7 separate regions of the Mus musculus genome follow, and all the other regions are linked to region 4. The links are chromatin contacts, called in public HiChIP or PLAC-seq and promoter capture Hi-C maps. All regions are on one chromosome and are shown on one strand. The core of a region is the stretch at or near the end of the contact, and the rest is flanking DNA. Distances in the headings are between cores, read along the strand shown. Region 1 holds the start of Fmn2 (formin 2). Region 2 holds the start of Ifi209 (interferon activated gene 209). Region 3 holds the start of Akt3 (thymoma viral proto-oncogene 3). Region 4 holds the start of Fh1 (fumarate hydratase 1). Region 5 holds the start of Zbtb18 (zinc finger and BTB domain containing 18). Region 6 holds the start of Sdccag8 (serologically defined colon cancer antigen 8). Region 7 overlaps Fmn2 (formin 2).

Region 1 (3,450 bases), core at 415-2,914, 1.1 Mb after region 4:
CCCCAGCAGGTGCACGGAGCCTCCTGCCCCTGGCGTACGGACGCCCAGCTCCTCGGTCCAGTCGGCTGAGCGGCTGAGGCCGCCCGTGAGGCCACCCTCCAACCGGTGCTTTTTTGCCGGGGCTGCAGCAGAGGCCAAGGCGGTTCTGGAGCTCCGGCTCACGGAAGGGTCCGGCCGCTTTTTGATCCTAGGACTCTGGTTGGGGGACTGGGACGGGGAGTGATTAGGAGAGCTGAGCTGCCGAGTGGTGGTCTTGATGTAGCAGGGGGTGATGAGTGGGTAAGGTTTGAAGCAGCGTGGGCTGGGCGCAGGGCTTCCAGGCAAAGAAACGACTGCGGAGGTAATGGATTCTCGCATGCCCTCCTCCGGCTCTTTCTCCAGCCTCTGTGAGGCTTCTTCCACCTCTGGGACCCATTCCTCCCCTGGAGAGCCGCGGGGGGCATCCTCAAAAGCATCCTCCTCGCACTCCTCATCTGTGTCCCCAGTTCCAGCCACGGGAACTCCGGCGGCTCCCTCCCCTGGCCCAGCCTCCGGAAAGGTGAAGGCTGGTGATGAGAGAGAGTCTGTGACTGCGGAGGGGGCGGTCGCATAACCTGGTGTCTCGGAGGTCAAGTGGCTTCCGGAGGACGGAGGATGCTCAGGCACCAGAGACTTGGTGGTCTCAGGCAAGTCAGGTCTCACCGGTAGTGCCTGTACTGTGTCCTTTTCAGCCTCGCTTCTAGGTCCCAGCAAGAACTGGTCCAGGCCCAGAAAGGCCCCAGGCTGAGGGGAGATGGCAGTGGGGGGCGCTGCAGGCTCCTCGGAGTCCTGGAGCAGCAGCTTCTGCTGCTGCTGCTGTTGCAGACGAATTGCCTGCTGGATGTCTGAGAGCAAATCCTCCTGCTCCGTAGCGGAGTGGAAGCTGTAGATGTCCGTGTCTGAACCAGAACTGGTCCTTTGTCCATCTTGCGCTCCAGCCGCAGTTTCCAAATCCTCCGCGGTCGCCTGGATCCCTACCCCAGCCTCAGCAGGCCTAGAAGCACCGGGATGGATCACCTCGAAAGGGTCAGCACACTCGGTATCCGATAGGCCTGTCTCCTCAGCGGAGAGGCTGAGGTCCGGGGTCTTGGTGACTATAGAGTGAGCGCTGTCCAGCTCCCCAATCGGCAGGGCCTGTGAGTCCAGCACATCCTCTCGCGAGTCGCAGGCACCTTTCCCCTTGGTCAGGTTCTTTCTGATCCGCAGGTTGGAAAACACCGAGGCTCTAGAATCGGACTTGCTCTTCTTCTTGCTGGTCTCCCCGCTGCCCCCTCCCCCCTTGCCGTGCTTGCCAAGCGCCTTTTTGCTCCCGCTCGCCTTCTTTGTGATTTCCGCATCCCTGGGCCCCGCGGCATCCTCGGCTCCGCCGCCTTCGTGGGAGGCATCACCTGCGCTTCTCTTCAGCTTCCCATCCTGGTTCCCCATGTTTCAACCCCACTGCTGCGCCGCCGCGCCTTGGGGTCCTCAGGCCATCTCGGCCCTGGAGAGGGCCAGGGGAGTGTCCGGGACAATTCAGGCAGCTGGGCCGGCCGTTGGGAGCGGAGGCCGAGGAGCGCCCAGCTGGCCCCGCTCACATCTGCTGCCGCTTTGCATAATGCGCGGTGGCTCTCCCGGCTGCCGTCCCTGCGGCTGTGGCTGCGGCCCTGGCTGGCGGGCGCGAACATGCTCAGTTCAGCGCGCACTCCCCACCAATGGCTGCACAGGACTCAGCCTTGGCCTGGCTCCCCGCCCACCGCCGCCGCCCCTTCAGTGCCCCCTTTGGCTCCTCCTGCAACCAAGTAGGAAAACCCGTCTATCTCTAGTACTTCATAATTGGGGGTGGGGACAGCAGGAGCTGTCTTTATGTATCCCAGACTAGATCGAATTTAGAATCTTTCTGACAGGTTATCTCTGGGACCTTCATCTCCACCTTGAAAATAAAACATGTTGCCCTCTTTTCAAGAACTGGAATGTTGGAACAGTTTGATGAAACTTCAAAGCTCGCAGACCTGCAAAGAGAAAAACACAGGAGAAAAATCGAAGCCTAATTCCAGGTCAGAAGTACCATAACATCAGGAACACACACACACACACACACAGAGAGAGAGAGAGAGAGAGAGAGAGAGAGAGAGAGAGAGAGAGAGAGAGAGAGAGAGAGAGAGAGAGAGAGAACTTCTGTATGGCTCCAGTTCAAATACTTGTTGAATGGGTGGACTGTCCTGTCTGTCCTGTCCCTTAAATACTTGACCATGGCTTTGCACACTCTTAAGGTTTGTGAACATGCTACTTAGGGAAAGGTTCCTTCCCCAGACTCTCTGCCTGATACACAAGCCTCTTCAAGAACAGGACGTTAACTGCCATTTCCAAAGTGGTTTTGTGAGACCTTTCTGGACAGAGAAAAGAGAGGTAGGGGATGCTGAAAATACTGAGATTAAAGCTGATTAACATGCTAATCTCCAAAATTCTATGTGTTTACCATATAAATTAGACAACATTTGTATTTAAAAGGGGTGCATGAATTATAACTCCCAGGAGGTCAAACTCATCAATATTAAACATGTCACAATGTGATGCTGTATAAAAGGAAAAAGAAAAAAAAATGCCCTTGGTACAAACACAGGAAATTAGACATTGTGCTATAAAGGATGACCAGTTTCTCAAGCAAACCCATCCAAGCACACTTTGTCCAGGGCCAGGGCTTCCTAAGTTTTAGACCTAGATAACAATCACTTTTTCTTACTGTGAATTGTCCTCTTTATTTTAATGACATTAAACTATAGTTTTTGTTAAATGTCTTAAAGCTTCATTAGTATTTTAAAAGGCTGCAAACAATAAAAGCAAAAAAAAATCATAAAAGTAGCATTTGTAAAACAATGTTACTCTTTGTTGGAAATCCAGACAGCAATTACCATCCTTTCTCAAACTATGATCTTTAAAACAAGTGTTCACTGGAGCAGGTGGACTGATGTCCTTAGGTGGCCTTTTTGAGTAAACAGTTTGAAGAACTCAGCTTTAATAACTGTGCCAGCGTAATATCTCAGTCTCCAAGGGATCCCGAGAGCCTGAAAAGCCTTTATTTCACCTCTTTCACAAGACTACTGGCTCCTCTCTTCTAGAATGCAGGCTGCCCCAGGGCACACTTTGCCTGTAGGCCACTAGAATTCTCGGCCTCCTTGAATGCTGCATACTGAGATACTTGATTCTTGGTTCTTGCTCTTTCTCTAGCAGAGCAACTTTGATTCAGACCTGTTTGTTTCTTTGCTATTCTCTTCTGTGATATACCCAAGAAGTTCAGGAGACAAAGGGGGAGGGGAGGACAGAGAGCTAAAAGAAAGGCAGAAAGAAAACGGATTTTTTTTTCCCCAAGTCCTTTGAATGTGGGAGAATAGGTGGCCTTTGAGAGGCAGGTCAGAGTTGACAGAGCTCTATTATAAGGTCACAAAAGTAGTAGAA
Region 2 (3,526 bases), core at 401-2,900, 2.0 Mb after region 4:
AAGATCAGAATATCATGGTACATTTAGAAGTACATCTCTATGGAGGCTCTGCCTGACTAATACAGATTGCAGATGCTCACAGCCAACCACCAGACTGAACAATGGGACCCCAATGGAGGAGTTAGGGAAGGACTGAAGGAGCTAAAGGGGTTTGCCATCCCATGGGAAGAACAACAATATCAACCAAACAGAACCCCCAGAGCTCTCAGGGACTAAACCACCAACCAAAGAGTATACATGAAGGGAACCATGGCTCCAGCTGCAAATGTAGCAGAGGATGGCCTTATTTGGTATCAGTGGGAGGGGTGGTTCTTGGTCCTGTGAAGGCCCAATGCCCCAGTGTTGGGGAATGGCAGGGCAGGCAGGCAGGAGTGGTTGGGTGTGTGAGGGAGTACCCTCATAGAGGCAGAGGAAGAGGGGATGAGATAGTAGGTTTGAAGAGGGGAAACTGGGAAGGTGGATAACATTTGAAATATAATAAAATAAAATAAAAATAAAAATAAATAAAAAAGAAGTACATCCCTTGATTGTTAAAAATAAGTAAAATCTTTTGCAGTGATTTAGAAAGTTTAGCTACAATAATTAATAAACTTAGTGAGCCTGGTCTAATGTTCACAGAACTTTGAAATCAATTAAGAGCTTCTATCCAAGTCCTCTGCTGTGGTACATATATTCTTTAAACTGTTCTATAAATGTGCAAGATACATGTGTTCTAATTGACCTTCCATCACTCTATTACACTTCACCATTAGAGAACCAAAAGGAAAATAAAATAACTTTCCTGATGGTAGAAATTAACAATGGAAATACCATCTTTAGAGAGGTGTGAAGAAAGAACAACACAGAATGGGCTTGGGAAATGGTTAAACCATTTTGTGTTTATATATTATGAACCTGAGAAACTTCCTACTACACATAGTGATAGGATATTAGAAAATTCATTTCATGTCCAGAGGCACTTTTCATTCACAATAATTTTTCATGCCACTATCTTGGCTTTTTCCCACTCACCCACATATCCCAGATAACCATGAACTCCCTATCCGAGCTAATTATAGCCTTCACATTATCCACTTATTCAGATTTATGCTTAAAAAGTTCATTAAACTATCTAAAATATGCAAAATGTTTTATTCTTAGCTCATTCCTCTGTGGTGGAGGACTAAAGATGTCTGCTATCTTTTTGAGTGACTGACCCTAATCCGGCTGCTGTGGGCTCACTGCTGAGTGCAGCAGGCACCAGATCAGCACTGCCTCCTCCACAAGAACCAGCAAAGGTCTTTTCACTGTCCTTGTTGTTTTTACAGATGTAGCCAATATCTACCATATCTACAGAAAACAGGTAGAACTCACCTTGCTGGATGTTTCTCTAGGGATGTAAAGCTGAGATCTTCTACAGGGCAGGACTAGAGGCTTCTCCACTCCTCTTCCTCCTCTTCTCTTTTGTCCTTCTTCTTCTTAAAGTTTGTTGGGGACAGGGAGGAGTTGGTGTGTGTGTGTGTGTGTGTGTGTGTGTGTGTGTGTGTGTGTGTGTGTATGTGTATGTGTGTAAGAAGATAAACCAATAAATCTCTTGGGAACTGGAAAATGTAATCTACAGAAATTCTCAGGTTAGACTCACTCCATGGACTGAGGCTTGCTGAATGTCTCAGCTGGGTGTTGTTTTGTTGGCAGAAGAGCTAAGAAACAGGAAGTTCCCCTCCCGGCAGAGTGCATCTCTTTCGATTTACTCAGAGATTGAAACTCAACAGTTTTCTTCCTGTATACCTTTTAGTCACCATAAGAAAGTCAGAGACAGTTACACTCCATTGATATGTTTTGCTTTTCTTACAAATCTTACAGGTACAAGAACCAAATATAAAAGCACTGCATCCAACAAACTCACAAGTGAGTCACCAGGAATGTGCTCTCTTTTGAATAAAGATGAACTCCCAAAAGGCAAAGCTAAGTCACCAGGTCTCTTTCTTTCCTGCTCAGGATGCAAATGGCAGCAGGAGAAATTGGCAATTGCTAGCTGCTCTTGAATGAATTTCAAAAAGAAAAAAAAAAAGAAAGAAAGAAAAAAAGCAAAGAAAAGAAAAGGAAAGAAAAAATCTGAGATGAAATTGCTTTTGGTTTAAACACTTCACTCCTTTGTTAGTTCCCTGGACTTTCCAGAGTACCATGCTGTTAGAAACATATGACTCCAATCTCACGTAAGCAGAAAGGATTTTGGCTTTAGCTTTCCTCTTTTCTGTTACTACTACTACTACTACTACTACTACTACTACTACTATTATTATTATTAATTTATTTACTTTCAAAGACAGTTTTACTGTGTAGTCTTGGCTGGCCAGGAACTCTCTCTGTAGACCAGGATCAGTTTAGATTTAAATCTTTTACCCAGCTTTGGAAAGTAGTATTCTTTAACTGGTGATTGCCTTAATTAAGAACTTTTAAAAATGTGCCATCATTTCATGTTTCCATCATTGGGAATTGGATTACCTTGAAGTATTTCTGAAACAATATAGATGACTAGAAACTGTGGATTTGCTGACTAGATGCCATTTTCACTAGTTTCTTAGACTACATAAAATACTAATTATTCCCAAAAAGGAGAGAAGGGGAAGGAAAGCCAGAGAGAAGCTTTTCTTGGGAGAGCTAAGCCACTGGACTTGTGCTGTGTCTCCACCATTGATTCTGGTTGCAGCCCTTTATTCATGGTGAATGGAGGTTGGAAAATACCATCTTTATCTTTCTTTTGTTTGGCCAATGTAGTTTTTCCTTTTCCTTTCTTCATCTTTTGAACTGATTTAGTAAAGAAAGCCCAGGGGAAGTTGATCCTACTGTTTCCGCTCAGCTCCTGCTTATGTCTCAGTGGATTTGCCTATCCCTGCTGCAGAAGCCCAACATAGCCACAAGGTAGCCAAAGGTACCAATCTGGGACAAGCACTGTGGACAGTATTTGTATGGATCATTCCAAATTACAGCATCAGAGAAAGAAATTATGGTTTAATTTGTGATGTGGCAAAGTGGTGATATTACACTTTGACTTCTTATCCCTGTTGTTGTTGTCATTTGGTAGTCGATGCAGGGTCTGACTATGGAGCCCAGGCCAGTCTCAAAATGTAGCTCTTCCTGCTCTGGCCTCCTGAGTGTAGGGATCACATGTATGTACACTATGCCTAATTTCATCATGTTTTCTTTATTGCCAATTGACTTTATGAAAGGGACTTGCTCATTATCTCTGAGATACAGTTTTACTTATAATTAGATATTATCGCACAGGATGAATACTAATAATGGAATCAAATAATAATTAAACACGAGTATTAACTTATTTAATGTTTTAATGAACTTTTCTTTAAATTAATTTTTACTTTTCACTATTTTATATAAAATTACTTTTTTCCTTATTATTTTCCACTTTCACTTTTTTTAGATTTAATTTTTATTATTTTAGGTGTATGAATGTTTTTGCCCACATGTATGTCTGTGCAACACGTAAATGCCTGGTACCCAAGGAGGTGATAAATCTCCATGTGGT
Region 3 (3,479 bases), core at 823-3,322, 1.6 Mb before region 4:
AACAGTTGATCGATCTTACTAGAGATGGAGCTCATTTGTGAAAGTAGAACTGACAACAACTCAGTGCAGCTATGATGGCAGCATTTGCACTAGTCTTTTCTAGTATTTAACTTACAATTCCTTATGCATTATATGGAGTTAGCACTTTCTTTCAAACTTTTTTCCTAGCGATTTTTTTTCTAGCTCTATAATATGTAGTCAGTTGGGTTTTTCACGATATGATGTCAATCAAAATAAAATATTTTGATGCTATACTCTAGAGCTTTTATTTTTTTTCCTGTTTGTATTGTTTTTAATGTGAACTGGGTATTACTTTAAATAATATGACTGCTTCCTCTGTCAGTACTCAGTGTGGGAATTATTGGTAAATTATCTCTTATTTTAGAATATTTAATGTTAGTAGAGATATTTCATGGGGACAAAATTGTAAACATTTCCCAAACAACTTTAACAAAGGACTTACTTTATCTAGTTTCTTTTAGTTCAACACTCTATCGAACAATCATAATTTTGGGAAAGAGACCCAGATTACAGTATCCTTCTTTATTCTGCAGCAACACATCCCCATAATTATGATTTTGAGTAGTCCTGTCCCTGTCTTTATGTATTGTGCATGACATATGTGCAGAGCCCATGAGAGGGTGGTCTTCTGTGGAGCCTTTGTCAGGTTGTATAGAGGATGTCTATTTTTGGTCACTGATTGATGAACGGGTAGAATTTGCACATAATTTGTATTGGAAGAGGAATTGTAATCTAGTTAAGTACTATCTGGGAATTCAACCTTGAATTTAATTCTATACATATTTATGAAGGTCCGACTTCATAGAATAGTACAATTAGTCTATGTACCTATTTTTTTTTTCTGTTTACTTAAAGTTTATGTTGTGTGTCACTTAAGACTGGTTATCTGGCCCATATTTTTGCAAATGTGGAAGCACTTTCACAAAGTTCTGTGGCAACATTTCCCCTCTTAGATTGGTAGGGACAATAATAGTGCAGTTCATTAAGCTTATTGCTCTATGTAAGGATGCCTTGAAGAAACCTTTTACTAAGTTATCATGTAAAGACCTAGGGGATAAACTTCTGGTTAATATCTTAGGAAACACTGTTTTCTTCTCAGCAGCTCTCGTCTTTTTTGTATTACAGACATTAATACTGAAACCTATCATGGTTTTGAATTAGCAGTTTTCCTAAAACATTTCATTCCAAATTTTTGACTTTCACAAGTAGAGTTTTGAAATGAAGAGTGCCAATTTAGGAGTGAGGTACTCCAAATTCAGATTTTGGCTCTACAGCTTACTACCTTGAAATCTAGCAATTAGTTATTCTCTTTGAGCCCCAGGCTCACAGTTCTGTGAAATGAAGGCCGAGTGTCCTAACAGAGTTGTAAAGATTATCAGAGAATGACAGATGAACAATTTTGGCATGTCTTTTCTACTTTTATATTTCCTTTGTTCTACTTTTTGTATCTACCCAAGGAAATAATGTTGTATACTTAATGTAATTTACCTAAAATATTTTTAGAACAAGGCAGATTATATGAATGTTAGTTTCTTGCAACATTGTATTTTACATAAAATAAAGCAATTAAAACTATAATGATTTTTGAAATTAAAGGGATGTGGGCCACTCAACTTTCATTCTTTCTCCCCTTCATCCCAAATACACAGTACAAAATGTGCTTTCTGTATATTTGTAGATCTGACAGTTATTTTGTTAGGACATTTAATTTCAGTCTCTTAAGTTAAATATTTCACTATCATTTAACATCTGCCACAAGACCAGAGCAGTGTATTCATAGAACCATTTATTAATCCCCCCATGTTTGAGAAGCTAGACTTTATGTGCGGTCAGGCCAATTGAAGACATTTACAAAGACTTAGTTGTTTGTTATTGCTATGTGAGTTCAAGAATGGAAAAAAAAAAAAGAAATTCTTTCTTCAATACTTCCTTCCAGGCTGAGTCATCACTAGAGAGTGGGAAGGGCGGCAGCAGCAGCAGCAGCAGCAGCAGCAGCAGCAGCAGCAGCAGCAGCAGCAGCAGCAGCGAATCCAAACCCTAAAACTGACCTGCAAAGCACCATTTCTCCAAGTTGGGGGGCTCAGAGGGGAGCCATCATGAGCGATGTTACCATTGTGAAAGAAGGTTGGGTTCAGAAGAGGGGTAAGTTAAGTGCTGAGCTGTGAGTGGGTGCTGAGAGTTGGTCTTTCCTCTGGCGCTGTTGAATCAAGTGGGAAGTGCTGTCTGATAGGGCTGAAAGAAACTTTACCATGTATGTTAGGAGTCTGCTTATTTAGGGATTTCCTTCTAATTCTTTTTTTTTTGTAGTTTATAATTATGACGTTAGATTTTTGCATGCATGCATGTTAGTAATGTATTTTTCTATAATGTCTTCAGATTCAACAGACTTTACAGAATTTAACATAGAAATGAACTCTTGTGTCTATAAATGATATATTGATATTTAGATAAAAATATGGCTCTGTGTAAATTTGTATGGTAGCATAAAGAATTAATATAGTAAGGCGAGGGCTTACATTTAAACTGTTAGACTAAACAGACCCATAAATTAGGTAAATTAAAGCTCTTATATAAAAATTCAAATGTGGACAGTGATTTTTTTTGTTTAATTTTATATTTTTTGTTTACATGATCTACTTTTACTGTATATTTCCTGTCCACTCTTTTTTGATAAAGGCATTATTTTTATTATTAAATAACTGCTATAAAATTTAGTTTATAATGTGAGTGATCACCTCCTTACTTAATCTATATGTTTATTAGAGATCTGGACTTTAGGCTAGTTGCTCAGCAATTATACCTGTCTACGTACATGGCCAGATTCAGTAGACTGAGGAATCCTTTTGGCCCTATTTGAGAGTTGAAAGTTACCTCTAACCACTGACTTTCATTTCTTTGAAAATCTTTGGTTAATGCTTAGGCTAAAGAGCTGTTGTCAGTTTTTAAATGGAATTTTAAAATAGGCCTTATCAAGTTATAATTTACATACAATAAATATTCCAAAAAACCCTTTTAATGGGTTGTGCCTTTTTATGGTGTACATTTGTGGTGATGTAACAAACACTACAGGCCTAAAATAGAACATTTCTATCACTCTAAAAAGTTCTTTCCATGTTGCTTTTAGTTCACTGCTTCTCTTTCAACTTTGGCAATCACCTGATGTGTTGTCTCTTACTATAATTATGATTTTCAAAGATTTCAGTTCAGTGGACTCATAAAACCCATGGTCTTTTGTGTCTAGTTTCTTTCCTACTCACACTTCACTGCTTTATCCATGTCGTTTATGTGAAAAGAAGAACTACTTCAGGAAATACTATTCTTCATTTATTTGTTTATTTTTAACTAATTTTCTTTTTGAAACAGAATCTCACTTTATACCCAAGTTGCAGTTAGACTTACTATGTAGCTCAGGTAGTTATTCAACTTGATGATTCTCCTGTCTAGGTCTCTTGAGAACT
Region 4 (3,981 bases), core at 1,411-3,910:
ATACTATTAAGTCTATAAAAAAGATCATAGCTACTTTTTATTTAAGACCATTTCCAGCACTGAATTAAATTATAGCAGTAGGCTTTAAAATGACTTTTTGTTTGTTTGTTTTGAGACAGGGTCTCATTTTGTAGCCCTGGTTCTCCTGGAGCTGACCATGTAGACCTGCACTAGTCTTTAATGCACAGAAATCTACGTGCCTGTGCCTCTCTGGTGTGCAGACTAAGGTGGTGCACCATCACACCAGGACTGAAATGAAGTTGTAAAGCAATTGTTTGCCTGTTAGTGACTGAAGCAACAAACAAGGGTGGACGGGGAAGGACACTTTTGAAGAAAATAAGCGCCTCTGGGAAGGGGCGGGAGAACGTGGCACTCAAGTTTAGAAATGAATCTTCTATTTCGTTAAGAGTACAGACAAAGCAAATGGTAAGTGTTTGTGTTGCTTTGTGGTAGGAGAGTAGAGAATGGAAACAAAGGACTCATGATTACTTATAAACTAAGCAGAAGACAGGCCTTAGGTCTCAGAAACTCAGAGAAATGGCTGAGCTGTCATTAACATATCAAAGCAATATCTGGGGCTCCTCCCAGCACTTTTCAACCCTTTCCCTCCTCTAAACTTCTGAGAGCTGGGCTTCCACCTGCACAGCTCTTTTCCCTATGTAAGTCAGCCATTTTGGCTACATCATTCTCTTAGCCTATTTATTGGCTTGATTACCTGTCTTGTCTTTGTCAGTAGCTCCTTTCTTGCCCCCATCCCATCCCCTGCCCCCTTTCCTCCCATGGCCTGGTTTCCTCTGCCTGCCTTGTTCAGCTTGGCCTCTTTCCTCTCTCTGCTTTCTCCCTTGTATCTACCATAAAAATCCTCTCCTTACTTTAGGAGTAGTCATGTCCTCCTCCTTTCATTTCAGTTGTTTTTTTCATTCAGCTGGAACCCAGGAGATCCCCCTACACACACACTCACACACACACACACACACACACACACACACACACACTCACACACACTCACACTCAAACACTCACACACACTCACACACACACTCACACACACACTCAAACACTCACACACACACTCACACACGCACTCACACACGCACACACACACTCACATACACTCAAACACTCACACACTCACACACACGCACTCACACACGCACACACACTCACTCACACACACTCACACACACACACTCACACATGCACACAAACACTCACACGCACACTCACACACACACACATATTCACACACACACTCACACACACCCACACACACTCACATACACACATACTCACCACACTCTTGTGGCTGCTCTTTAATGGCAAAAGTGTAACATTTCGGGCAGAAGATACACTGCTTTATATGATTGTACTTTATCTTACTGCTTTGTCTTTTTCCCCTTAACCTAACTTTTAAAGAAAATTTGGTTCTACCTTTCACCAACTACTCTAAAAATTTCTCAGCCATTAGTTGAGAGAGGGAAGAACTAGATACTGAGGTCTGAAAACCCACCGGTACTGGTTTAATTGATTTAGCTCAGCTATTAGTCTTATTCTTACTTATTTTATTTCATTTGTGTTATTTTGAGACAGGGTGGCCTGTATCCCACACTGGCTTCAGACTCCCTGTGTAGCCAAGGATGGCCTTGAACTACTATTCTTCCTACCTGCACTTCTCAAGTGTGAAGATTGCAGGTCAACAGTGCATTTGTGTCAGGCTCACTATGAAGCCAAGGTTATTCTTGAATTCAACTCCTCCCTACCGTGGCATCTAGAGTGCTGAGGCTATAAATTGAAGCCTCTCATTTCCTGAAGAACTTCCTCTTTAACTGTCTTCTGATTCTGCATTAGAAAATTAAAAGAAGAGACACAATTTTTTTTATCAGTTACTCTTTTTCCATTGGCATCATTTAAGCAATGTTTTCCCTAGCCTGTAACCACAAAGAAAATCAGAGATGAAAAATCCCAAGGAATGTGGACACATTATAAATGTTATCAGAGGACATGTTAAAAGACAGAGGAAAAGGCTGGAGAGATGACCCAGTGGTAAAGAGCAGTGACTGCTCTCCCAGGTGTCCTGAGTTCAATTCTCAGCAACCACAGGGTGGCTCACAACCATCACAATAAGAGGGATCTGATGCCCTCTTCTGGTGAGTCTGAAGTCTGCTACAATGTACTCATAGACATAAAATAAATCTTTTAAAAAAATGACAGGAAAATTGACTCCAAAATGACAACTAGGAGCATTGTGGGATAATTGATTACTACTTCCTTGTTTAAAATTTGAGGCACTTTCTAGGAAGATAAGTATTTGAGACACGGATTCATACAGCTGCACGTCATGGGTGGTTGCAGGATAAATATTAACTTGATAACATGTTCTTTCTAGGCTGTCTCACGGACCTAGTACTACAGGCATCTTCAGCCAGTTTCCTGCCTCCTAGCAGCCACATTTGAAGTATTGTCGGAAGATCTGACCTCCCGCCTCTTGTCTTTTCCCATGATTCCTTCCGCACTAGTTTCCCGTGAACCCGAGGACTTCAAACAGCCATACTACAGGCCCAGGGAAGGCAACCCGCCCCATTAGTTATTATTGGCCAGTCATGGTTAGTCCCGTCCTACATGCTCAGGAAGAGGCGTTTGATTGGTTACGAGCGTGGCCGGAATCTGACGTATTAGGGGGCGTGGCTCAGGCTCAGCTTTCCACCCCCGTACAGCAGCACCATGTACCGCGCACTCCGTCTCCTCGCGCGCTCGCGTCGCCTCCTGCGGGTTCCGTCCGCCGGTGCTGCAGTGTCTGGGGAAGCGACCACCCTCCCGCGGTGTGCTCCGAACGTCGCGCGAATGGTGAGCGGGCATCTCGGGACCCGGCCTCCCCGGGGTGACCTTCACGTCAGAGTGTCCCGGGTGTCCCCGCGGGCCGCGCCTGGGCTCGGCGCCGGCCAGCACGCTCACCATCCGCCCCGGACGCGGCCTCCAGCCGAGTGTGTTGGGGCTGCGGGCAGCGCTGAGGGACGCGCTCCTTCCTGCTGGGGAGCCTGAGTGTCAGGGCAGACCTGCCCAATGCCTGAGCTTGCAGAGGCCTTCGGTCCAGGACACCTTCTCTGGGAAAGAGCGTGCACGGAGGCAGAGGGTGGGGGATGCCGGGGTGCAGGAGTAGCCCGAGGAAAGGGGAAGCCCCTTCCTTGTCCAGATCGCAAGCCCTGCTGGCTGGACACAGACAGGATGCTCCCCTAGGCTAGGGTCTGGCTTCTTGGTCCACCAGGGTGCTCTTTCCTGCTTTCAGGCCCTCGAAGTGGATGAAGCCAGTGTGTCTTCTGAACGGAAAGGCTTTGCTTCTTACTAACTTGACTATTTAGCTTGTGAGGTTACATGTGTTCTCTCTCACAACTGGGTGTAAAACTCCGAAATCCATAAATGTGGACCTAGGAACATAAGTACTCGGAAGCATGCCTGAGCAGATTGGATAGGACCGAACAATTGCCCTAACCAAGATTTTGTATTCAGAAAGACAGCTAAAGGAACTTAAGGGGCCAGGTCCAAGGTATGGCATGCTTCGTTAAGCCCCTGTACTGTTTAGAGTTCTTTAGAAAACGAAAAATGCGAGTGTGTATGTACTGTTAGGAAAAGTTTGAGAAATGAATAGTTAGGAAGACCACTCCGAAGTGTAGCATGTCTTCTGTAGTGTGGGGTGTGATTTCAAGTCCTACTGCTGCGTTCAGGCTTTGTCCAGTTTCTACATGTAAAGCTGAGATAATTACAGAGGCTCAGCAAGATAGAACTTGGGGAAAACACTGTGCTTCTTAATTAGACCTCCTTTAGTGTCCTTAAAAGGGCCAAGACGTTCTCTCAACTTCTAGACGCTTGAATGACAACTCTGTACCGTCTTGGGGCTTGGGAGATGACACCAGTGAAGAATCCATCAGGTGGTTCACACCCACCTGTAACATCAGCTTTAGGGGACCTGTAACACACTCTTAATAA
Region 5 (3,608 bases), core at 378-2,877, 1.8 Mb before region 4:
GTATTTTAGTTCAATGAGGCAAATTAATAAACTGACAAAACCTGCTACAGTCACTTAGAATGGTTGTTTGACCACACAGCTTGTCTTCCTGCTCAGAAAAGTCACTTTTGTCTTGCCCTTGGTCTCTATAACTTTGGGGAAAGGGGTTGTGATCACCAGGAGGGTTGGGAGGCCAAGTGTAGACTTTGGGAACTTTTTTTGGCTACAGTTTGTGGATCTTTTCTAATGGCTGATGTAATGTTAATGTAACCGGGGCTGGGTCGCTGGGTGCCCTGCAAGGTGCTGCGACATCTATGAATATCAGACACATCTCCACCGACCCTTGGGAGGTTGGAGAGTAGAAAAAAGAAGTTGGGGCCTGAGGCACAAGCGTCCCAACCCAGGCGACAACCACTTAGGCTCGCTTAGAAAACAGAGGCAGGGAGCTAGAGAACAAAACCCCAACTGTGTTCTGCTCTCGCTCACGAGTCACAAACCTAACTTTCTCTAACTTCGCGGTGAATGACACAATTCTGAACTCGTTCGGGAGGCACTCTGTGCAGATAGACACATTACTTCCCTGCCACACACACACCCTCTTTTCCACAGATGCCCTCGCCCCATTCCACTATATCCGACATTAATCACCCAGTTTACCCAGTGGGGTGGTGGTGGGGGTGAGTGACAGTTTAATGAGTCCCAAGCACCGCAATGGCCCGAAGACATCCACTCCACGGATCGACCCGTCCACCGCTACCGCGGACCCTCGGAGGTTCTGTGAGGTTAGGGGGTTTGTTTTTCAGAGGTGGGGGCAGGGTGCCCCGGGTGTGTGTGTGAGGTTCAGGGGTGGGAGAGGAGATGCAAATCTTCCCGCAGTTCGCGGTGCATAAAGCACTTCAGGGAAAGAGGAAGGGTGAAACCACGGGGAAGAAGGTGCAGGGCAGAGAGCCGGTGCAGCAGGAAAGCACCTTCCACAACGGCCGAGAAAACAGACCCCGGTCGCGGCAACAACAAAAGAAAAGTCGCAAGAAGCGGCGCGGCGACCGCTCCCCCGTCGCCGCCGCCGCGCGCCAGCCCCCGGGGCCTCCCGGCAACCGCAACCCGGGCGCCGCGCCCTCCCCCTCCCCCGGCCCTGCAGCTGCACCGGCCCCGGAGCCGCGGCCGTCCCGGGCGCTGCAGCTGCGGCGGCCCGGCCCCCTCCCCCGCCCGCCCGCCCGCCCTCCGCACCGGGAGGCGCCGCCGCAGCTGCACCGAGTCCGCCCCGCGCCGCAGCTGCACCGGCCGGGGAGCGCGGCCAGGCGAGGCGAGGCGAGCCCGCACCGCCTGCCCTCCGCCACACTAACTAACTCCGCCCGGCGGGAGCCCACGGTCGGCAGCGGGGCAGGGCGGGCGCGGGGACTCACACGGAGCGGCCCGAGTCGCCGCGTCCCCGCCGCGTCCTCCTCCTCCTCCTCCTCTGCCGCCGCCGCCGCCGCTGGACTTGTGGGCGTCCTCCGCCGGCCCCCGCCCGCCCGCCGGCCCCGGCCCGGGCCCCGCGCGCCCCCGCCGCCCCCCGCCCGCGCTGGCAGCCTGAGGCGCGCGGCCGAGCCACAGGGCCCCACTCTTTCAACGGCTCCCCATGGCAGCAGCCCAGCGGCGGCCGCAGCCTGCCAGACGCACGGGCGGGAGCGGGCGGGCGGGCGGGCGAGCGCGGCGCCGGGCCGGGGGGCGGGGCGGGCGGGGCGCGGGCGGGGGGCGGACGACGCACACGCACGCACGCGGCGGCGCGGCCCAGATGTGGCCCCGCCCGACCGGGCCGCCCCTTGCCGGCCGCTCAGCGATTGAGCGAAAGCGGCGGGCCCCGGTCTCTGGCCCGCCCCCGGCCTCGGTGGCGCCCAGTAGAAGCGCGGTGTTCCGGGAGGGCGGAGAAGCGGCGGGACTGACGGGGCAGCTCGACCAATAGGAGTGGCGGTCAGGAGCTGCCGCTTGCGCGCGCCAATCGCAGACGGCGACTGTTGGGTGGGCGTGGTCTTCTCGGGGAGGGGCGGAGCTCGCGGACCGCGGCGGCGGCGGCGGCGGCAGTAGCGGCGGCAGTGGCTCCCCTCTGGGTGACTTGGCCGTGAGAAAGTGAAAGGAGCCCGCAGGCGGCGGCGACAGCTGCGCGGGGAGGGGCCTGCTTCCCGGCTGGAGACAAGCGCGCTCTGGGGGTGTGGAGCGAGCGAGTCCGCGTGCACCGCGACGGCCATAAGTATACTTTTTCTCGGGGCAGGTGTCCCGGGGAGGCCGAGCGCGCGGGGCCGCAGCTGGCCAGGGCCAGCCTGGGGCCGCTGGGTCTGGCCCTCCTGCGGTGCTCGCCCAGGCCCCGTTCTCCTCAGGGACGCGCCGCCTCCGGCCTGCCGAGTCGGTCGCCAGGTGCATGCGAGCTACAAGCTCCTAGCGGCTGTGAGAGGCGCCTTTCCCCGGCGTCCTCTGTTCAAGTTGCAGCTGCGTTTCTTTTCACGATCCCCGCGTCCCGTCTGTACTCTCCGTGACAAGCAAAGACACTGCCCCGAGACCAGTCTTAGACCTTTCCAGTGAGATTGATACTTGTAGACGCTTTAGTCTGTTCCTTAATTGGTGCGTAAGGAGCCACGGCTTTGTAAGGAAGGGAGAGACCTTATTTTGTGTTGCACCTCTCTCCCTTCAGATAAACTTCTTCCTTACCTGTTCTTTGTGCCTAACCAGCAAAGAGGAAATGTAGAAAATTTCTGCCCTCAAGATAATGGAAGGCAAGAATAACACACAAGTAAAAAGTTGAGTAACAAGCAGGGGAGAGAATGATTCAAGACAATAAGAAAAGTGCATAGCGAGGAAGTCAACACACTAGTAATTGTCTAAATGAAATGTGTTTACTGTTTGCTATGTGAACGCTGACTGGCAAGCCTGGTTGCTAACCAACTCACCAGGAAACCTTGCAGCTGAGCAAAATCTGCTTTCTCTTTCTTCCAGGACAAACTAGTAAAGAAGTTGAAAGTAATTGTGTGGGCAAATCAGACATATTGAATTGCTAATGAACACACATACTACGCCAAGTTCCCAAAACTTTGATATTCTGTTGGAAACAGTAATGGTTTCTACTCTTTCCTCAAATCTCTTAAATCCTCATGATGGATGGGGGCGGGGGGGGGGGGGGAGGGCGGGGGGGGGAGGGCGGGCCTCAGGGGCATCCTCAGATTCAACCCGAATTTCTTACCCCCCCCCCCCCCGTGCTTCCCAGAAGAAAGACCCACTCTCAATTTGTTTAGACATTTTGGGAGTTTACAGGTGGTGTTTGTTGTAGTTTGATTTGGCTGTTTGAGACAGGGTCTCTGCATTAGATGGTCCTTACTGTTCTGGAACTCACATGTAGACTAAGCTGGCCTTGAACTCACACAGATCTGCCAGCCTCTGCCTCCCAAGGGCTGGGATTAAAGGCTTGAGCCACCTCATGTGCCTACCAGTATTCTAGATGAATGAAATACTTAAAAAAAAAAAAAAAAGAAAGAAAAAGAAAGAAACATAAAAAGAAATCTATATGTTTCATGGAGAATTCAAGAGGATAAAAGGAAAAAGATGTTTATATTTATAAAGCCATGTTTCACCAATTAAAAGCTAACAATAAGGGGTTAACA
Region 6 (3,875 bases), core at 95-2,594, 1.2 Mb before region 4:
TAATACTAAGCCACATTCCCAGCCCCTAGCACACATTTCTTGCTACAGATTTCTTAACTTCTGAAAATAAATCAGTCTTATGTTCATTATTCTTTTGGTTAACTTGTTCTCCATAATAATCATGTTGTAGTTGACACCACGAATTCACTATAACAAAGTCTCAAGTTTCCGGAGATTTCACATGTGGTCAAAAGAACAGAGCTAGCTAGCTATGAGTATGGAGAGCACTTTGCCAGATAATTATTCTTCTGGTTCTTTGCTCAGAAAACTTGAATTAACTAAGCTAGGCTTCGATTATAGTAATTATTACTTGATTAATAAGAAAGGCATAGGCTTTGAAGGTGGATAGGCCTGAATTCTGTACATGCCTTTGCCGCTACCAACCAGCTGTGTGAGTTTTGGCTTTGGTTTCCTGACCAGTAAAATGGAGTCATTAGTGAGATAAAGTTTTAAATACTTTGCTATATGAAAATAATGTAGATCAGTAGATATTGTATTATTTCAAATAACTATTAGTGTTTTCTTTCTGGACTTATACGTCAGATTTGCTATACTACACCAGAATTTGCATGTGTAAGAAATATAAATAAGGAATTTATTGAATTAAACAGCAACAGTATGGCAACAGGGTAAAAGTGGCATGGAGCTGCCCATGAGTTTGTGCTGGCACTGGTTGATAAGACACTTAAATCAAGATGTAGGTTCCTTGTTGGGTCAGGTAACCAACCACAAGGATAAGGATAATGCTGCTTAATCCTAAAAACAAAACTAAAAGATTTCATCCATAAGGTCAGAGCAACATCGGTCGTCTTCCTCCACAGCCTGGCTAGTGCTCAAGGAAAGTCTCTGGAAAAAACAAAACAAAACAAAAACAAAAAAACAAAAAACAACCCACTATTGCCCGTGGTACCTAAGAGCTACTAGGCACTGAGATTCGGAGCAACTCACCCCGGAGACTCCGTTGGTATTGCCCCAGACTGTCCTCCAGGGTAGAGTTCCCTGGGGACTTCGCCATGGGGTCAGAGATGGGAGTTATGCGGGAAAGTATCCAGTGCACCCCTCCGAGGACAGGCCTAGCGCTGGGGATGAGGGGATGCCTGCCTGCTTCCTGTCGCTGCTGTCACTAGGGAACCAGGAACCCCGGACCGAGCTCCTAGGGGCTCTTCCTACCCCCTGGCCCTCATGGTGAACGTCGGGAATTGTAGTTCTCAGGCTTAAAGCCTGCAGCCTCGAGAGTCCTATGAGCCTTCCAGCTATACTACGCTTCCCAGAGGGCTATGCGCTCGGAGCGCCACTCCGACAGTTTAGCGGCCTGAGGCTGTTGCCAAGAGACGGGTTGGCGCGCCGCGCCCTTTCCCTTTTGCATCGCTTGGATTAGTCCCGCTGTCCTGCCATCCTCAGCCAGCTGGATAGACTCGCTGACAGAACCGGCCCGGTGAAGGACTTAAGACTCTTCAAAACGGGCCGGTGTGGAGTTGATCCCTGAGCCCTCGCAAGCATTCACTGCAAACTCGGTTTTAGTTAGGAGTTCTGTCAAAACTGTTTTTCTCTAGAAAATGAAGTGTAAATCTTCCAAACAGCCAAACTGTGAAAGTGACGGACACTGCAACTCCTAGCCTGCTCAGAGCCCCGCCCTCCGCGTGGAGTTGGCGCGCTGCCCGCTGGGAATCGTAGTCCTGGTTGGTTGCGGTCCCACTCCAGCCAAGCGGCTCTTTATTGTTCAAGACTGTCTTGAGGGCACGCCTGCGCAGTGGGCAGCTGCGAGAGCGTGTGGGTGAGACCCTCTGCAAAGCCCCCTTTCATTGTCTGGGTCTGGCGCCTGCGCAGTGAGGCATCGCTGGGCCCTGGCTGGAGGAGGGAGAGGACCTGGCTCGCTGCCCTTTGCGAGGCGCCTGCGCACTGAGCTGCCGTTCGCTGCCGTTCCCGCTATGTGTGGGGCGTGTGTGGAATAACGTTATTGCCCAGCGGAACCGAGGGGCCCCCAGCTCCACGGCGGCGGCGACGACGACGACGACAACGGCGAGGGGGTGGGGGGAGGACAGCGTGGCAGAGACAGACGGGACGCGCCGCGCCCCGCCTCCCGGTCCGGTCCCTCTCTGCGGTGAGGGGTAAGTGATGCGCTCGGGGTCGGCATGGCCCGGGATTCTGCACATCCATAGCTCCGGCGGCCGGGGCCGGGGCCTGGGCGCGGCCCGCGGCGGGATGGAGTGCGGGCCTGGAGGGCGAGGGGCGCCACCGGGACGCCCCGCGCGGCCGCCGCCCTCCCGTCCCCTCCCTCCCCTCCCCCATGGGCTGCGGCCGGCTGCACAGGGCCGGCTTCCCTTCAGTGCGCCCGGTCCTCTTCTGTTCACTCCCGCTTTGTGTAGCCGCCGCCTGAGCTGCCTGGGAACGCTGCGGGCGGAGCGTCTAAGGAATGGCTGCGCTGCCGCTGGGCAAGGGAGTTTTCCAGGGCGCCCATCCCTTTTGTAGGGTTGGTTTCGGGGTGTGAGGAGGGTGGCGGCGGTGAGGAGGGGGTGACGGACGACTAGCCTTCAGATGGCGTTGGGAGGGCGTGGAAGACGTGCTGTCACGCAGGCTGCCGGGCGACAGCACACCACGTAGCCTCCAGCTCGGTAGTAAACCCACGGGAGGAGCGAGTGGCTTCCTGTGGGCTTCATTGTCCCAAGATTCAGTTGTTGGGTTTGGGTCTAGTTCACTTCCATTTTTATTCAAGGGAGAGAGAGAGAGAGAGCAGCTGCGTGACATGTACGGGAAGACAAGGAATTGTGTCCTAAGTCATATGATCTCTGTTTTCTGATTTTGAGTATAAACTGTCGTCCTGACCCCCATCCCCAAAGAGTATAAAGACAGGCTGTACAGGCTAGAGTCCCAAGTCTGCCAAGCTGATCAATTTAAAATTACTAGGTGACAATGAGGGCTGGGTTTAGGTAGGGCCTGACAGCGAAGCTGTTGTTTAGCAGGGAAATGAACCAGCAGAATTATTTTTTCCACTGGGTGGGTAATGCGTTCATGTTCCTAAGGGAATACATTAGGATCTGCTTAAAGCAAACAACAACAACAAAAACATAGGCCACCTATGTTTTAGTTTATGAAATTGATTGGTTTTTATTCTGTTAATGAGAATTCAACCACTTGGAGAGGAAGGAATTTATTGAAGCAGACAATACATTTACTTGAAAATGCATCCTTTAAAATCGTTTGAAATCTTAAGCTTATGGTATTTGCAGTGCTTTGCCAACCTTTTTGCTTAAAACAAGCCGACGATAGGATGAAGCAGGATGAGGAGGAGCAAGTGGAAGGATAGTGTGAGAGTTACATTATAAATACAGAACCTAAATCTTTACTGATAAAGCCCGATGTATTTAGGCTGCAGGGACTGAGGAAGTCAGCCCTGGGAAATAGCAAGTTACAAACCAAGCAATCTGTATTTTTGCCATTGTTTTAAAAAATAAAACTCGCACAGCTTTTAGTTTTTCCTTCTGTAAGTACTCTAAAACGTTGGTGTCCTAAAACAGGAGTCTTAAGTGGGCTTAACATAAAACCAAGAAGATCCTAAGGTAGGCAAAGTTGGATGACTTGTCTGCCAACTCTGAGGCAATGGAAGGCAGAGCCAAACAAAACCAAGATCAGCATTTCAGTGTGATCTCTCCTATGTGTGTACCCTAGTCCCCTTGTCCTGCACACACATATAGAACATATTCTACATGCTCCTTGAGTGGTCTGCTTCAGTTAACTCTATTCTCACAGTTGTATTAATTTAATCCTTGTGACATATATTATTAATTATACTGAAGTGGAGCTTGAGTTTTATAGACTAATGGAAAATGTGCCTTTTCTTAAAAAAATGGCTTCCCTGCTTATTAATAACCAAAATG
Region 7 (3,927 bases), core at 961-3,460, 1.0 Mb after region 4:
GCTTAGAAGCTAATGGGCACATCTTTAAAGCTTTATTGTGTTGTAATAGCATGCATGGTCCTTTCAGAGCCTACAATAAAAAAACTACTCACTGGTAAGTTAATACTAAACTGATTTTGTAAATGGTGATATGAGATCCATAATTTATTGTCTACGTCACTCAGATTTACAAGCTCTGTTGATTTTAATGTCCCTGTATTGATAAATGTGGATACACACTTCTACACAAACCATATAAATTCTATCCTTCATGTTTTGAATTCTATAGACAAAAACAAAAAACAAAAAACAAAAAAAAAGAAAAAGAAAAAACAACCTAAGGTTTTGGATCAAGCCAATGGCATTCCAAATCTACAATACTACAATAACTTAATATATGCGAGTCAGGATCCCATAGGAAGTAAATTCAGACTTTAAACAAGTATGATTACTTACAAGAAAGTAAAACACAAACAATTTCGAATTTTAGGGCAAATTTCAAGAAAAGAAGAAAATACTAGGACATATGATATATGAAAAATTATAAATAATTTTTCAAGGGTTTGTTAAAGTGAAACTCATTACAGAAAACAAGAGCTTCTCAGAGTTCAACCTGAATGTATGGGGAGGGATGGAGGGAGGCGGAGGGTAAGACAGAGAGGGAAGGGAAGAGGGAGGAAAGAAGGGAGAAAGGGAGGGAGGAAGGGAGGGAGTGCTATGGAATCTGGAGCTGGATACTGGACATCTTTATCATTCTCTGCATTGTTCATTGAGACAGGTTTCTCAATGGACCTAGAGATTACCATTTCTTCAGCTGGCCTGGTAGCCATGAAGTCCAGAAATCACCTTTCTCCACCTTACACATAGTACTGGAGTTATGGGTGCACACAGTCAGCTAGACACACCTTTTAATGGATGCAGTAAAGAACTTGGGTCTTCAAGCTACGAGGGAGTGCTCTTCCACTGACATATCACCCTTAGAACCTCCAAACTTTATAATAAAATGAATACTAAATTGTTGAAAATTATAATGTACTTAACCCAAAATGAATCTGGTAAAGTCTATGGAACATAGATGAGACATGTGGCATACATGTGAAGAAGACAAATAAGAAATAAAAACTGGCTAACTGGCCATCTTCTTGTTACTTAGCATAACAGATGAGCAATAGACTGAAGCAAAGCCTATAGGCATTATTGATAAGGATCCCTGGTAGAAGTAATAATATATGTGGGAAAGAGCCAAGGTAACAAGGAATCAGATCAACAAAAGGAGGGTATCTGCTGCTCTCAGTCACACGCTTTTGGAACTTCCATTCAGATGTTGAGTCAATTCTGGCAGACTGCTGGCTCATACTCTAAGAGAGTGCATCACTCCAATTACTCAGACAGTACTAGAAAGAAAAGCACTACAATGTGTATGACTCCCTTCATGATCTGTAGATAGAAGGTGCCACCTCCTGAGTACTGACGTCCCTTATACTAATACCCAGCTGCAGTCAAATGCCAGCAAATCCTAATGAAAATCAAATACAATGGATGAAGACCACTAGTTGGTGATGGAGAGTTCCCTAGACCCTGCCATGCAAGCACAAATGTTCTCCCAAGGCTGCTGCTGCTCTTCTTATCAATAACTGTGGCCTTAATCTTGGCTAGGATAATTACTCAAGACTCCTACTCATATCGCTCATAAAACCCTGTCCTCTCTTGGCTCCTACAATGCCAAACTCGACCTTCTCATTTTTTCTCTAATGCCTTCTCTGCTTTTGCTTTATTGTTTAGTTTTGCTTTTCAGTAATAGCTGGGGCCTGGATTTTATCTTTGAGTAACTTAATTGGTGATATACAATCAAGAAATCACTTTCTCATTCACCCGTCTCTCCTCTCTGCTGGCTATTGCTAGTCTTTCTTCTCATGGCTGCTTCAATCCTGCCTTGTGTCTGCTTGGCCTTTGCTGCTATTTTATCTCTCTGCCTTTTGACTTAAATCGAAACTGTATCTTATCCTCCAACCAACTATCATGTCCTAAGAGCTCTGAACCCCTGTTAATGGCTGACCAATGTCTCTCATGATGAATAGTCCCAAGAATCACCAGGGGCTTGTTAAACCCAGGCCTGTTGTCTGAATCCCTAGGGTTAACAATGCAATTGCATTTCTAATCAGTCTCCAGTTGATGCCATTGTGGCTCAGACTAATCTGCACCTGACACAGTCACCACACCCACAGCCCCTCCTTGGTTATCATTTCTACTGCCTCATACAATGTCTCAGCTGAGACTCTCAGCCACCCAGAACTGCACTCCTGACTGGCTCTACTGTGCCTCTTACTGTCAAGCCCAGCTACCTTTGCCAGGAAGTTGACTTTCTCATTAAAAACGTTGGCCTCTGTTTGCTGAGAACACATTAACTTCTCACAAGGCTCATAAGGTCTTTAATGATCTGTGTGATGAACATAGCCCATGTCATAGTTAAGATATGAATCGCCCTCCTCCTGAAAGAGTCACCTGTGGATGGTGTGGTCTCCAATTCATAGGGCTATTGAGGAGGGATTGGATTATGGAGGTACCAAGTTCATCAAAGGATTAATCCATGCATGACCTCCTAACCAGGACACTGAATATTCTTGGAGGGAGAATATCACCGCTGAATGTTTCTGGAAGCAATCTTATACTGGTTTGGTAGGCTTTGGTCACCTGTCCACCCAGAGTTGAGCCACTTGGCTCCACTGTACACTGTCTCTCTGTGTTCTGTTTCACCAAGCCTGGGCCTAGAAGCAACACAGCCAAGAGACCATGGACCAAAGCCCGAAACCACAAGCTGACATAAGCCTATCCTCCTTTAAACTGTGACTAACACCACATTACCCATCTGGCCTACTGCAGAGGGGATACTGTGAGGATTAAATAAGATAAACTTAACCTGTGTTCTTCAAACTCATCATAAGCAAACTCTCTGAAAATCCTCAATTATTCAATGCTGAACCACACAGCTCCTGAGGAAAACACAAGATTGGATTCCAGATTTCTGTAAGTCTTGGGTAACATCTTGTCACATGATCTGTGTGTACCCTGTTTCCTTTTTAATGTCTTATTTAAGGATTGTTGTTGATTCACTAACACTGAACACTTACACTGGCCCCAGGATACTCTAACTTTTGTTAGAACAAAGTTTGACTAACATGTAGTCTAATTACTAGGTCCACCAAGGCCTTCTGACACTTTGGAACACCAACAACATTTTAACACTAAGTGTAAAGTCATTTTAAAGGATATGCAAGGTGGGTCTAATAAACCACACAAAGGCTACTTGCTTAAAGACTTCCCTTTGTTCAAATTTACCTAGAAAAGTACATACTTCACAGAGCAAGATTTTTAGCCGCATTGGACAGGTTTGCAAATGACCATAAACACACCACAGAATGTAAGCGCTACAATCAACTTTAGCCAATAGGTGAGTTCACAAATACAGAATCCATGAATAATGAGGAGCTCAATGGTACAGCATTGGCTTAGAATGGACAAAAGCCTGAGCTCGATCCTCAATATTGACTAAAAATAAAAACATCATAGAGACTATCACCCTTCTGTGAGATCAACTAACAATCTGAGTGTTGACTATGTGCCTTAAGCTCTTCAGAACTTCTTTCACAGACGAATAATATACTTAAATCCCCCAGAGGTCCTCAGGTAGGAATGGTTTATAAGCCCATTTTACAGATGTGGAAACTAAGTCATTTAAGTACTTTCCCTGAGGAGAGTCACACGTGCTAGACTCACATCAAATAGCTAACCTCCCGCTAGCAGTTCCACTTAAGGTCTGTCATGGTTACAATATGTACGCACACAAGTCATGTGTGGGAAATGTTATGCCCAAAGCAACTTTGAAAATACCTCAGTTAATAAATGGCATTTGGAGGTAATGCTTTGGAGGGTAAATAAGACTGGCTGTTG

Evidence for each region. Promoter capture Hi-C pulls out the DNA fragments that hold promoters and counts their contacts. HiChIP or PLAC-seq counts read pairs in DNA pulled down with a chosen protein or histone mark.
Region 1: a contact with region 4 is called in a promoter capture Hi-C map of pre-B cells, with 5 times the contacts expected there. The contact joins the promoter of Fmn2 here to the promoter of Fh1 in region 4. A contact is called at or near these places in 6 of 39 promoter capture datasets (cranial neural crest, embryonic stem cells, frontonasal cranial neural crest and 3 more) and 4 of 115 datasets of contacts at active chromatin or transcription factors (astrocytes, embryonic forebrain, embryonic hindbrain and 1 more).
Region 2: a contact with region 4 is called in a promoter capture Hi-C map of pre-B cells, with 4 times the contacts expected there. The contact joins the promoter of Ifi209 here to the promoter of Fh1 in region 4. A contact is called at or near these places in 1 of 39 promoter capture datasets (pre-B cells) and 1 of 484 Hi-C or Micro-C datasets (B cells).
Region 3: a contact with region 4 is called in a promoter capture Hi-C map of pre-B cells, with 7 times the contacts expected there. The contact joins the promoter of Akt3 here to the promoter of Fh1 in region 4. A contact is called at or near these places in 7 of 39 promoter capture datasets (the 3T3-L1 cell line, the HPC-7 cell line, hematopoietic stem and progenitor cells and 2 more) and 1 of 115 datasets of contacts at active chromatin or transcription factors (astrocytes).
Region 5: a promoter capture Hi-C map of the HPC-7 cell line shows a contact between it and region 4. The contact joins the promoter of Zbtb18 here to the promoter of Fh1 in region 4. A contact is called at or near these places in 4 of 39 promoter capture datasets (the HPC-7 cell line, HPC-7-derived erythroid cells, erythroid cells and 2 more), 1 of 484 Hi-C or Micro-C datasets (CD4 T cells), 1 of 115 datasets of contacts at active chromatin or transcription factors (astrocytes) and 1 of 9 other capture datasets (liver).
Region 6: a promoter capture Hi-C map of liver shows a contact between it and region 4, with 2.1 times the contacts expected there. The contact joins the promoter of Sdccag8 here to the promoter of Fh1 in region 4. A contact is called at or near these places in 7 of 39 promoter capture datasets (the 3T3-L1 cell line, the C10 cell line, the HPC-7 cell line and 3 more), 5 of 484 Hi-C or Micro-C datasets (B cells, CD4 T cells, embryonic stem cells and 1 more), 3 of 115 datasets of contacts at active chromatin or transcription factors (acute myeloid leukemia, astrocytes and stem cell-derived neural progenitor cells) and 2 of 9 other capture datasets (adipose tissue and liver).
Region 7: an H3K4me3 HiChIP or PLAC-seq map of stem cell-derived neural progenitor cells shows a contact between it and region 4, with 6 times the contacts expected there. The contact joins the enhancer-like site here to the promoter of Fh1 in region 4. A contact is called at or near these places in 11 of 39 promoter capture datasets (the 3T3-L1 cell line, 3T3-L1-derived adipocytes, cranial neural crest and 8 more), 1 of 15 datasets of contacts at CTCF or cohesin (large pre-B cells), 4 of 484 Hi-C or Micro-C datasets (B cells, embryonic fibroblasts and stem cell-derived motor neurons) and 4 of 115 datasets of contacts at active chromatin or transcription factors (astrocytes, embryonic stem cells, extraembryonic endoderm stem cells and 1 more).

Annotation. Positions count from the first base shown.
Region 1 is chr1:174,500,039-174,503,488 of GRCm38.p6, reverse strand. It overlaps Fmn2 (formin 2), which reads right to left and starts at 1,664. Exons shown (of 18, transcript NM_019445.2): 1 at 1-1,664. The coding sequence starts at 1,443.
Region 2 is chr1:173,628,983-173,632,508 of GRCm38.p6, reverse strand. Ifi209 (interferon activated gene 209) reads right to left here and starts at 1,650. Exons shown (of 7, transcript NM_175026.3): 1 at 1,354-1,650.
Region 3 is chr1:177,247,360-177,250,838 of GRCm38.p6, reverse strand. It overlaps Akt3 (thymoma viral proto-oncogene 3), which reads left to right and starts at 2,072. Exons shown (of 13, transcript NM_011785.4): 1 at 2,072-2,163. The coding sequence starts at 2,118.
Region 4 is chr1:175,624,314-175,628,294 of GRCm38.p6, reverse strand. Fh1 (fumarate hydratase 1) reads left to right here and starts at 2,660. Exons shown (of 10, transcript NM_010209.2): 1 at 2,660-2,844. The coding sequence starts at 2,722.
Region 5 is chr1:177,440,370-177,443,977 of GRCm38.p6, reverse strand. Zbtb18 (zinc finger and BTB domain containing 18) reads right to left here and starts at 1,627. Exons shown (of 2, transcript NM_001355099.1): 1 at 1,383-1,627.
Region 6 is chr1:176,812,129-176,816,003 of GRCm38.p6, reverse strand. It overlaps Sdccag8 (serologically defined colon cancer antigen 8), which reads right to left and starts at 1,344. Exons shown (of 18, transcript NM_029756.3): 1 at 949-1,344. The coding sequence starts at 1,015. It also overlaps a transcript of Cep170 not described here.
Region 7 is chr1:174,599,099-174,603,025 of GRCm38.p6, reverse strand. The region is part of intron 4 of Fmn2 (formin 2); the gene reads right to left. Among named protein-coding and RNA genes, the nearest start is that of Fmn2, 99 kb to the right of the region's middle. Within about 2 kb of position 2,210, at least 9 of the 459 cell types and tissues checked have an H3K27ac peak or open chromatin away from gene starts, as enhancers often do.